2 separate regions of the Mus musculus genome follow, and region 1 is linked to region 2. Evidence: chromatin contacts called from public Micro-C data. All regions are on one chromosome and are shown on one strand. Each heading gives the region's core, a stretch centred on a gene start, on an enhancer-like site or on the middle of the called end of the contact. The rest is flanking DNA. Distances are from core to core; before and after follow the strand shown.

What was found. Hi-C and Micro-C count contacts between places; a contact is called where the count stands out from the background.
Region 1: a contact with region 2 is called in a Micro-C map of muscle stem cells, with 6 times the contacts expected there. The contact joins two enhancer-like sites. A contact is called at or near these places in 1 of 484 Hi-C or Micro-C datasets (muscle stem cells) and 1 of 115 datasets of contacts at active chromatin or transcription factors (fibro-adipogenic progenitors).

The regions. Positions count from the first base shown.
Region 1 is chr3:137,148,375-137,154,389 of GRCm38.p6, reverse strand. No RefSeq gene overlaps it. Among named protein-coding and RNA genes, the nearest start is that of Gm26107, 83 kb to the right of the region's middle. Within about 2 kb of position 3,794, at least 77 of the 459 cell types and tissues checked have an H3K27ac peak or open chromatin away from gene starts, as enhancers often do. A contact at or near this core is called in muscle stem cells, where this site is marked.
Region 2 is chr3:136,430,436-136,437,027 of GRCm38.p6, reverse strand. It overlaps 1700030L20Rik (RIKEN cDNA 1700030L20 gene), which reads left to right. Exons shown (of 5, transcript NR_040592.1): 5 at 1,468-1,758. Among named protein-coding and RNA genes, the nearest start is that of 1700030L20Rik, 16 kb to the left of the region's middle. Within about 2 kb of position 4,282, at least 37 of the 459 cell types and tissues checked have an H3K27ac peak or open chromatin away from gene starts, as enhancers often do. A contact at or near this core is called in muscle stem cells, where this site is marked.

The DNA.
Region 1 (6,015 bases), core at 2,545-5,044, 720 kb before region 2:
CACATGAGGACTGTGAACGGAGCCTGGGAATTCTGAAGAAACTAGAAGCTGGCCGCCCAGAGGAGAGTTCCATATAGGCTCCATGGGAAGCAAGGGCCTGGTATTCTTTGTTGTTGGTCGTGGTGGTTTGTTTGCTTTTGTTTTGTTTCTCATAGAAATGTGAACATAAATACATTTCTGTAGTTTTAAACTACCTACTCTACAGAGCTTTTTAATAGCAACACTCGTACACCTATCCAACCCTTTCAACAGTACAAAAAAAAATAAACAAACACAGAATAGAAAAGAAAATCACTTTCTGAGAAAAGTCTCCAGGAAAAAAATAATTGCCAGAAATGATAAAATTTGCCATACATTTCACCATGACAATTTGAAATGATCACAGTTGTAAATGAACCTGTGGTGACACAACTGGATGGGAGACAGTGATAGCAAGGCGTCTGGCAGTAAAGATGAAACTGCTGGAATCCAGTGAAACAGCAGAAGGAAATAAAATATTTAAGAAGCAAGTCTTAAGGAGAGGACCAAAAGGACGCTGGTAACAGTAAAATGCACATTGAGGAGCTGGCGCTGCAGCTGGTGGGTGGGGCCTTGTTTATGCCCCAATAGCATGACAATCAAAGCACACTAAAAGAGTGAAAGGAATTGGTCTTTTCAAATGTTGGACTTGTCATTCTAGTGCTCAGGGGAGAGAGGCAGGAGGATCATGGCCATCCTCAGCTAAACTGGGAGTACGAGACCACCCTCTTTTCAAAAATCAAAAAATAAAAATGTGAATTCTCTGGTAATTATATAATACATACAAGGGGAAGAAAGCCTGGCCCGAGGAAGAGGGCACCACTTCCTCTTAAAGACGAATTATCTTTGAGACCAGTAAGCAATGTCAAGGTCATTTCAGATGAAAGCAAACGAAGTTGATGTTGGACTCCCACACCCATTTCCTCCAAGAAGACAATGAGGAAACACTTGTGACATAGAACGCCATGGCCTGCATGTGTGAGCAATGCTTTCCGTGTCTGGTCAGACTGCTCAGCACAGTACACAGTAGGGACAGAGCTGCAGGAATCAGAACTAAAATTCACACCAGCCTTAAGAGTCAAAGCAAGAGGTGGAGAAACCGAGAAAAGAAAATGTGGTGCAAAATGGTAACCAAAGGCTGGCTGGTAGGACTTTACTAAAAACTGGTTATAAAATTGAAAGGACATACATGATCGACAATTATGTAAGTAATCCGAGAAGTGAGAACACAGGGTTGGGAACAGGAGGAAGAAGTTGTTAGCAGTGTAAGCTCATCTGGGCTTTATTGGAATAGCTAAAACATGAACTATATCATTGTGAGCCTGCAAGTCACTTTTTAAGCACACTTAAAAATATAGGGTATCATGGCTTAATGTAACTTAAATAACTGTTTTCGAATGCCTCTTATTCTCTGCATGCTCTCCCACACATGTGTACCTGTTCATATGCACACACTCTTGCTCAACACATACATTGTCTTTCAGAAACAAACCACTGAGAAGAACACTGTGCACATCAGCCAGAGGTGACAATCTTCCAAGCAATTTTGTCCTTTGACTATATAAATGATGGTCTCAGAAGGTGATGCCATCTTCCAATGATCATAGCACCAAATAAAAGCTAAATATATTGAAATGTTCCAGGTGAAGAATAAGGCTGTGTTTCTCACATGTGATTCTGAAATATTAAAGGAGGCTTAAAATCCATATTCAGAAAAGTAAGCATTATAATGCAGAGGTAATTCCAAGACATCATTGTACAGAAAATGCAAGGGTAAACTTTAAAAGATATCTTAAATCAATATATACAGTAATTGTACCTTGGGAAGAAGTTCTTCTTGGGGAGAAGAACTAAATTCCTGTCCATAAAATTTTATTTTATATTGAGAAAAGAAAATTAAACAAGAAAGAAAATAGCAACAAAAGAGCCAAATTGTAGAATGGTGCTCAATCCAGGGCATATATAGGATAGAGGATGCTAAGTCAGGCTTGGCAGCATGTGACCTTTCACAGAAATGAGTTTCTAATTAATTTCAATTTTTTTTTCTGTTTGGTTGGTTGACATCTGTTTTCTTGTTGCTACAGGGTCTCACATAGTCCAGACTGACCTCTGTCTCAGTATCCATGTGATGCTGAGAATCAAATCTCGGGCTTCATGCATATAGGCAAACCCTTGCACAACATTGCCAAGGCTCCTTTAAAATACTTTTTTGATGTTTTACTCAAAGGTAATGATGGAAGAAACTGCATAAATCATGTCCTACAACATCAGGTCGTATTTAACAGATACAATATTTTATGCCCTGAAGAAGAAGAGGAAAAAGACTTCATTAGGAAGAAATAGAATGAACACTGAGGTCCCACAGCAGCTTGTGGCCATCAAGAACATCTTGATTTTTGTGTTTACATGGGTGCATTTGGGGGGAAAAAGACTAGAACAATGTAATCACACTTTGGAGATGAGAAGCTAGAGCTGCCTCTGAGGATGTGCAAGAGTGAGAGGAATTTGTGGTGATTTTTCCTCCCTATTTCCTCTCCAGTTTGGTTTTTCCCTGCAGACTCCTCTACCTCCAGTAATTTAATTGTATTAACACTTACTTTAAATGGTTCATCTTTTTCTCCCATTAACATGCCATGAAGCCTGCTCAAGTCCTGGAGACATTCCCAGTTGTCTCTGCCCTTCTGGAATTCTGACCCAGCTCCTTTAAGATGAGGTATCTGATTAGACCCACATTGCTCCCAGAATTGTTAGTCATTGCTCATTGAAGCCAATCCTGTGACCACTTTATGATTCATGCGGCCACTTGGGTTAAAACCTCCTTTCAGATCTTGGAACTTCCAGCCAAAGTGATATTTCATTTGTAGTAGTAGTAGTAGTAGTAGTAGTAGTAGTAGTGAATTTTACATTATCTACCCCAATCCCATTCATCTCCTACTCTCTCCATATCTGCTCTCCATTCTACAACCTAAGGGATGTTTCTAACGTAGGAAAACTATTCAACCTCTTTATGGTCGGATAATCATAGGCTCCAAAGAAGCAATGTTGATTGGGAAGATATTAACAAATGCTCATGATATCCTAGGATCAGTACATTGACAATCATTTTCACACAAGTTTCCGAATTCTGCCTCAAATTTTGTTTTCTGATATGGTAATGTTAAATTTATACCTGTCTCGACTTGGGGCACTTTGGTGAACAGTGAGAAATTTTTAGGGATAGCTACATTTTTCTTGACTGAATTCTTATTCCTCCCCCCCCCCCCCCGTGGAAATGTAATTGAAAATTAAAAAAAAAAAAAGAAAAAGAAAAAGAAATCCATAACTGTAACTATGCAAGCCATCTGCTTCTGAAGGCCTCTGGCTATTCTTTGCCATACTTACTGGTAGGAGAGAGGTCCACCTATATCTGAGTTCTCAGTTCAGCCTTAGAAACCCAGTAACACAATGGCCGTTTCTTTTTTTCAACGTTTGGATACTTTTTGTCTTGTAATAAGCTCCTTCTAGAGGTAAACACATGAAAGAGCACAGTGGCGTTTTAATCAATCTCCAACAGGAAGGAGATGCTAGTTTTTGGCATGGAAACGTTCCACTTTTAGTAAGGGAAGATCGAGAGAAGGCACACTGTCAGCTCCACCAGGTTCAATTAATTGTTGAAGCCAAACAAAAATAGCCTCGCAGCTTCCATTGTTCTGCAGCTGTCGGCTTCATAACGCTCACAGTCTCCTTGCTCGTGACTCATCTCCATGGTTGCCCAGTTTCCGCTCTTGATTTCCTCCCAGGAGTTGGGATGTGTCATAGCCAGAGCGGGCAACACGATAAGCTTTCTTCCCAGGCCTTTGGAGCACAGCCGTCCCTCAGCCCTTGTCTCTTTTTTTTTACATCACTGGCTCTCTTGACCCATCGACACTCAGAGGTCCTTTAAAAAGGATCCTAAGTGGTTTCCTGTCTGAAGAGAGGCGGAAAGATGTGAGCTCAGATGAAATGTGTATGTACACAGTCTTGAGCCAAATAGTATTCCCTACTTGAAGAATACCATTTGCTTTCTTGCACTTTATTGAGAAGAATTCTGGATTGCCAAAAATATTATCTGCATTCTGAGTTTGTCAGTTATTAAAGGGTTATGATGCTGTGTGTATAAAAATCTCAATTAACTGAAAGTCAAAATTATGACTTAGCTCTTCCAAATATAGACAGTAATACAGTTGTAAAAACCCTATACATTATGACCCAAACATTTCTTATGCAGACAAGTCTTGAAGGATAGAACATTATCTGGTGTTATTCAGTAGGTAAGTGTTCATGACATTATTAGAACTTACCAGCCACTTTTAAGATATGTCTAGCAATCTGGGTTATTGTGTTTCACAGGAAGAAAAAATACTACTGTCCATGCTTCTGAATGGTGACTGAAGGCAGCAACATAACAATTCAAAATCTCCTATGGATATTTAGTCATAAAAGTGAGTCGACAATGAATCTGCTGTGGTAGTTCATGGCTGTAATCCTAGCACTTAAAACAGAGAGAGACAAGAGAATCACAAGTTCTAAGTTCTAGGCCAGCCAGGACTGTATAGAGGATGTGTGTGTGTGTGTGTGTGTGTGTGTGTGTGTGCGCGCGCGCGTGTGTAGGCAAAAGGTCAGGTGTCTTTCTCTACCCTGTCTGTTTGTTTATTTACTTATTTACATACCTCTGAGACAGGGTTTATCACTGAATATGGAGTTCCATGATTGGCTGCACTGGGTGGTCAGTTAAGCCCATGATTGTCCTTTCTCTGCCTCCCCAGCTCTGGGGTGATAGGTGTTCATGGCCATGCACAGCTTTCAACAGCTACTGTGACTACAAACTTAGGTAATCCCCTTGTGTTGTGAATATGTTACCTACTGAGCCATCACCCAGCCCCCAGCGGGCCCTCTTCTATGTGATTCTCTCCCTCCCTCTTCTTTTCTTCAGCGCTCACCACTTTCCTGTGAAGCCAAGCAGTACTTAGCTTGGGGCTACTTTGATCCCTTAAGATACATTTGGCACATCTCAAGATGTTTGTAACTGTGATAGCCTGGGGAAAGTAGTGATATACTGCATTGAGACAAGGCTGATGTTAAATATCTCCAGGGTTGGGGTTGGGGGAGGCAGTCTGGTTCTCTATAGTAAAAAATGACCCAAGTGCAAAATGTCAAACATGACCAGGCTGGAGAATTTGACACGCCACCCCACCCTGTCCTAATTTTCCACACTTCAGTTCAAACGTCACAGCCCCTGAAACTTTTCTTTCTAATAATAATAATAATGATAATAATAATAATAATAACAATATTAAACTATTTCTTTAGGGTACAGATTGTCTTTTCAGCTCATTATTAAATTTCTTGTTCTTCCTTCAGGCTTCCTGGTGAGTGTGCATGGTGTCTTGACCAGTCTTGTCTGTCCAGTACCCAGACTAGTTCTTACTGGTAAGTTTTTTAAAGTATGTGAATGATTGGATAAAAGGAAATGTTCTTATTGAAACTATGTCTTTGTGTTCCCTCCTACCCCCCAATCACTTGGCAGTGTTAGATACACGCAGCAGACCGCCTGTGAGAAAACATAGGCACTGAACAAAGGCTCTTCATCCTGCCTGTACACTGTCTGGGTTCAGCAGACCCCAGCACTGATGGTATGTATCTGAGATGATGATCTCTGAATGCTGTTAATGGATCAGGTAATGTTAACTGAAAGCCCATCTTTAACTGTTCATGATCTCCTGAGTTAGAATCAATGTCTAGTTATGAGTGTACTCTGAAGTCTATCTGCCTTCAGTAGATATTCTGTGTTCCAGTCTGGAATCTAGCACTCACCACTTTTACCATCTTAAGTTTATGTCCTAAAGACACTGTGACTATTTGCAGTCTTACAAATGGGGACTTTCAGACTAGAAAACTTAGAACTGACTCTTATTAGAACTTTGAGTTGGAATTTTTTTCAACATAATATTTTTATTGATTCTTTGGGAATTTCACCCT
Region 2 (6,592 bases), core at 3,033-5,532:
TCCACAGGGCTCATAGGAGCTCACAGATAGAGAAGTGACAGTCACAGAGCCTGCTTGGGTCTATGCTAAGTCTTTGGCATAAACGCTTTGGCTGTTTAGCTTAGAGTGAGTTTTGTGGGACTCCTAATAGTGGGAAAGGAGATGTCTCTGATTCTTTTGCATGCTCTTGGGGACCCTTTGCTCCCGACTGGATTACCTGGTTCAGCCTTAATATGAGGGAAGGTGCCTAATCTCACTGTAACGTGTTGTGCTAGGTTATGTTATATTTGGTAGATATGCCTGGGAGGACTGATCTCTTCTGAGGGGAAAGGGAAAAGGAGTGAATCTGGGGAAAAGGGGAGGAAGGGAAATGTAGAAGGGGGGAAGCTGATGTTAATATGTATTATATGAAAAGACAATTTTCAAAAATACATAGCTGCAGGCTCTAAAGTTCCACAGTCTTATGCATACGAGGCCCTATAGACTCTGTAATTTATTATTTAAGATATTTACTATCAATTGTCACATTTTCCATTTTGATTTTGTTTATTCACTATTACTCTTATTATTTTATCTCAGTGCTTTAGCACAAACAAGTTCCAAATAGAGATGAATAAATGGTAATGGTGCCTGAACACAGCTATTTTCAGTAAATAAATTTTAATAACTAAAGTAGAAATTTAAATGGGGAATCCAGCAAATAAAGTGAATAGTGATAGTTTAAGTGGGAAGGAAAATCTACAGTTCTATTATTTGGAGGAATTGATTAACCCCGGTATAGATTCCAGAGTATTGGTACACTTAGCAGCTGTTAGAATGTGCAGAGATTGAGACAATGAAGGTGTAATGATTTTAGAAGAAAAGATTTTAACATTCAAAGGTATAATTTCAGTATAAATAAAACAATTGTGGAAACTTGAAAACAAAATAGAGCCTGGGATGTTTGCATTCATGGGTGGTGGCTGGGGAATTGTAAACAAAAGTTAAAGAGGCAATAAGAAAACATGTAACAAAAGAGAAAATTTTACTTCAAAATGATAGAATTTGGAGATGAACGTAAAGCCAGTTTTTCATAAACTCTAAGTCTCTAAGTCAGAATAAGAAATTTTATTTTATTGTTTTAAGTGTTGGAAATAAGGCTGTTGTGTATCAAACAGTGCTCAGTCTGGATGTAGGTGAAAGACGTTCTGAAAGTCAATAGAGCCCTGAAGCCAGTACAATAATTCAGAGAAGAGGCTGAGAGTTTGAATTAAAATGGAAGGATCTGTCTTAGATACTTTGTTGGATATGTTTACTAGATGACTGATTGGATTCAAGAAATGAAAGGAAGATAAGAAGCAAAGATCAACTTGAGGTGGTTAGATGCAGCCCCTAAAATGAGAAGCTAAATGTAGAGGCTTGTGAATGCACCCACCATGAACCTTGTTCAGCTGAAAGAAGATGCCCCTACCTTGACAACAGTCTTTCCTGTGCATATCTCGACTGCAGATTGTGTTTTCACGGATGATGACTGAGGATCTCCTCTAGTGTGGACCAGCCATGTGACTTCGCATGATCTATTCAAACTCTCGGAGAACTTCAACTGAACAAATGTCTGTCAGGGACCTTCTTGCATCCAATTCAGATACAAGACACACCTCCATTCCTGGTTCACTATGCAGAGATGTCATAACTCCTGTGGTAGTTATCCCTGAATCTAATGATCTAATGTCATCCAAGTTGTCTTCCTTCCTAAATTTTTGTATTACTGATAACTTATAAATTTGGCTATTAGATAATAATACAATGATTTGTGAGTGATATATATATACATACATATATATATATATATATATATATATATATATATATATATATATATATATATATATCAATAAGCCACATCTGATTTAGGACTACAGATTGTCACTAGAAGAATTTATTCATAATCAACTTGAGATGAGTCGTCATGAATCCTCATCATAAGGTCATTCATCTTTGTCAACTTGTGCATGTGGAGCTCAGGGGTTTTTTGTTTTGTTTTGTTTTGTTTTTATGCATTGGCTGTCGCAAGGACTTGTGGCTTGATGCTGTATCTGTTATTGACAAGGAGAACAGAACTGAGGAACTAGGTTCCCAGTACACTGAAAGCCTGTGTGTATGCAGGATCTTACTTGTCCACATTCATCAGTTTAAATACATCTTAACCAAAGCTTGAGTTAATCTGTGAGTGTTGGAACCAGGAGTGCTCTTGTCTACTTAGTTTAAGTGAGCACAGCAATGTTAGGAAATTGATAGTATTTAATTAGCCATCGTTTTAGACACAGTCTCTAATGTCTGTAAATTTCTGAAAGTAGAAATCTCATTTTACAATGGTAGAAGCTAAAACTTGGAAAGATTAAAGAGCATGCACGTGGGTGGTCAGGGACTAGGGGTTGGGAATCATCTTGAAAAGACAGGAAGTGACGTAAGTCAAGAGCTGGCTTTCCCCCGTGCAGCTTCAGACAAATTCCTTCTGCCTCTGGAAGGATGTTCTTTATCGGTGAACACATCATCTTTTTTTTTCTTTTTTTTTTTTTTTTTTTTGAACACATCATCTTTATCTTTATGAAATGTCAAGAAAAACCTTGAAGACATAAGTTTTTTTGTTTTTGTTTTTGTTTTTTGTTTTATTGCTGTAGCAAAATGCCTGAGAAAAGCAAGCCCAGGTGAACTTTGTATTTTTGATTTAGGGTACATCTCGTGGAGGCATCATGCAGCTGGAACTGGAGACAGCTGATCTCACTACATCCACAGTAAAGACATTGAGAGTGCCGAGTGAAGCTTCTCTGTGCACTTTTCCATCCTATTCAGATTCTCCAGTTCCTGGAATAAGGCTACTCTCACTTAGGGAGCATTTCCCATATATATTAGTAAAATCTAAGGTTTCCCTCACAAGAGTGTCAGAGGATTGCTTCTATGCTGACTTCACATCCTATCAAATTGACAATAGAGGTTAACCATCATAGCATCTTAGTGTGAGAGGCTCTGTGATGCTTTTAAGACTATTGTATATTAGTGATTATTTTCTATTACTAAGTCATTCAAAGCTATATTGAAAACTCTATTATAATTTATCAAGATTATGCAGAAATTGAGAAATTCAAGTATCTTTCAAAATATATACTTCTTGGCATTGTTATTTGCAATTCTTGAGTCAAATTTTCTCTTACCAACCACTCTGTGTGTGTGTGCATGTGTGTACATGTGTGTACATGTGTGTGTGTGTGCGTGTGTGTGTGAATGCTCCTGCCTAGTGGTGAATTATTTTTGTTTGAATAAACCTTAGAACTTTTATCTTCTTTACCAAGTACCAAGAAGCCCCATGGAACCTCATGATACTTATTTTAAAAATGCCAGCTCCTGGGGCTATTTTTCCTAATGCTGATCTCTTGGCTCCCTTTCCTAGGAAGGTAAATGTCAGTCATAGTGTGTTCTCTCCTCAGCTTCAACTTCTTTCATTAGAAATTTGCATATGATAGGGGAATTCATTGCACCTAGTTCATTTTGTCAAAACTCTTCATTGTGGGGATGAGAAATGAAAAGCTAAGCCTCTGAGAAGTGCTACCAAGCTCCCAGGATCAGTTAGTGGCTGAGCTGAGGTTCAGAGCAGGCTTTCAGACCGTCAATGAAGCACAGTTCCTGTGAGTCATCTGCCGACCCTCTGCTGGTTTTGCTGGGTTCACCCTGTTCCTGATTCAGTCCAGGTACACAGTTTTATATTAAAATGAAATAGACAAAAATCTAAGCATTTGCTTCACTCACGCAAAGCAATCTTCCTCTCTGCCCCTGTCCCCACCCCCGCAATATTCCACTGTCTCTAAAATGCATCGAGTGAGTCTTGCACTCCAAGAAGATCATTTTCTGAAGCTTGTGAATACATTTAAAGAGGAAAATGTCCAGACTTGATGACCCCAAAGATGTAGGTACGTTAGCCAAGCTCTTTTCCATCCCTGGTGGCAGTGTTTAGAGTGTTTAGCCATTTCTTTTCTCTCTTCTTTAAAAGAAACTTTAAACTCAACTTTCAGTACAGACTCCCAAACTTACCAATTACTTACGAGAAATCCAAATTTATATACTTAGAATAAATGGGAAATGTTGACATTCAAAATTTATTATTGGTCTTTGTATCAAATTATGTACCTGTACATATTTGTACATACAAACAGATATGGAGAGAGAGAGAGAGAAAGAGAGAGAGAGAGAGAGAGAGAATGAATCACCATCTAGCTATATTACCATGATGGCCTCTCAATTCAGCCCTCCTGCTTCTTTCTCCCAAGTGCTGGAATGACAGCCACGAGTCACCAATCTCGTACAAAACATATTTTTGAAAGGCTTTTAGTCATCATAGAATTAACTCGTTTTTGTGAGAACTTTTAAAAGAAATTTCAGTACTCCATATTTGTGTGTGGACATGTGTGTAAAAATTTCTTAGAGAAACCAAATTGCTCAATGCAGCTAAAATATTGAAGTCAACTTTGAAATGTTGGTGTGGGCTCTTGAAGTTTTCTAAGTCGAATATCTGCGTCAAGGGAAACATTTCCCAATTCTAGTTTATGGAATGGTCATAATGGCTTCCACCCAGGGAGAACTACCCAAATGGGAAGAAGAGCAGAGGATGGAAAAACATCGATGATTCATTACCACAGACCCGCAGGAGAATAATCCCTTCACACAGCTCTGGGTTTCTATGCTGCCATCTTATGATGAGTCACTTCTGTGTACTGTTTGGGGAGGCTTAAATTTCATCACCTCAAGAGAGAAATCTTGTCTCAGAGTTGGCTTCTTAGGGAAGAAAGCCAATGTGCTCTCTGACACACTCTGGTTGAAAATCTCTCATAGCAGACAGCATTGCATTCATTTTCGAGGTTCTCCAAGGCTGGCCTCCTCTTAGGGGAAGTGTACATTCCAGAAGGGTCTCCTTAGGGTAACCTAAGAATGCCAAGCAAATCATGCTAACTCTGGCTGACTCATATAATGTTAGTGCTTTGTACACAAAGGGGAGATATTGCTTTGAATGGACTTCTTTGTTAATGTTTGTCAGTGATGCTTTCGACTTTCCAAAATGTTCCAGACTAAAAGTCATCTCTTTGCCTAGTTAGTATTGTGCTACCCATTCAGGCTTCTGACGTTGATTCTAAAACTAGCCAAATAAAATGAAAACCATCTTAACCCTTGAGATAGCATGTGTAGCCTAGAAATGTTTTGTTCTGGAAATGCCACACCCCGTTGTTTTGTTCCTTATGGCTGTATGACAAGCCACTTAAAGCTTCACGTCAGGTCGGTTAAAGTCTCTCTACTTTAAAGTATCATGAGAGTAACCCACTCTTCATAGTTTCCATGACTGCCTCACTATATCTTTCTAGGAAGGAACAAGCTTAGCATCATTTGGATATTTGACTATTCTACCAACATGACTCAAAATAGTACTGACTCCTCTTCTTTGTTCGATGATTCTTGGGAGGAGGATACAGTGTCTTCAAAAGCAATACTGGCGGAGTGAGTAGCTGTATGTATCAGAGGTTAACGTGTTCCCTGAGTAAGCATAGTTAAGGTAGTTTGGATTCTTAGCACCAGTGCAGAAGCTCATGTGTCATAGTGGCTCAATGTCTGGTCATACATATGTAACACTGGCCCAGGGGAGATAGGTGGATTCAGTTACAGTGAGTAGAGCGACTCTATCTCTAAAAGTAAGATGGGGAGCAGGAGTGGAAAATGACCAATGTTTACCTCTGGCCTCTCCTCTGACACTCACAGAAGGATGTGACCACAGCCAAGTCTATAGAGACATACAAAACATCCGGATGCACACGTAACACTTCTCGAAAATATAAAATAGCACAGATGCCATGCTTCTCAGGTGATGTTGGAACATCTGTGTCACCCCAGAATCCTGGCTCCTCCACTCACATAACCAGCAGAAACAATTCCCTTAGAGAGAGGCACTACCAATTTGGACACAAAAAAGGGGATACATTACAATGAAATTGTAGAGGAGGTAGCAGAAGCTCAAAGAGTCTGTTTTAGATTGAGGACATTCATTTTATGAAAAAGTGGACAATGGGTACTAGAAATATTGTTTTAGCTGCTGTGATGGTGTTACTTAAAAACCACTTGAGATCCTATTGTGTTTCAAGAGCGCTAGAATGGGAAATCAATTAACTCACCGTTGAGGTAAAACTAAAGTTCACGAATGAACATCTGGTAGGATTTTATCATTTTCTGAAAACTCAGAGAATTATAAAATCTCTACTCTGCCTACCTCTTCTGAGGACTGGGATATGATGCTATGGTGCTCCATTATCAGGAAAATGGTCTTGTAAAATAGGTGTTGTCAAAATGCACTAGTATGAAAGACACCAACCACACCAACACTTGGTAACTAATCCACAGTCCATTATGGCAACAGAATATATTCTTCATTCATATTCCTTGGAGTGGTCCATTATTTCAGAGAGCACTGGTAGCAATAGCAGGGAAAGGTTGAATTATTGACTTGTTACCATAGAGATATTGTGCTCTAGTTTATTCCTGAGGACTGGTGTTTCAGGCTGGATTTTTGCAGTTCTTGTTCATGGACAATCAACAATAA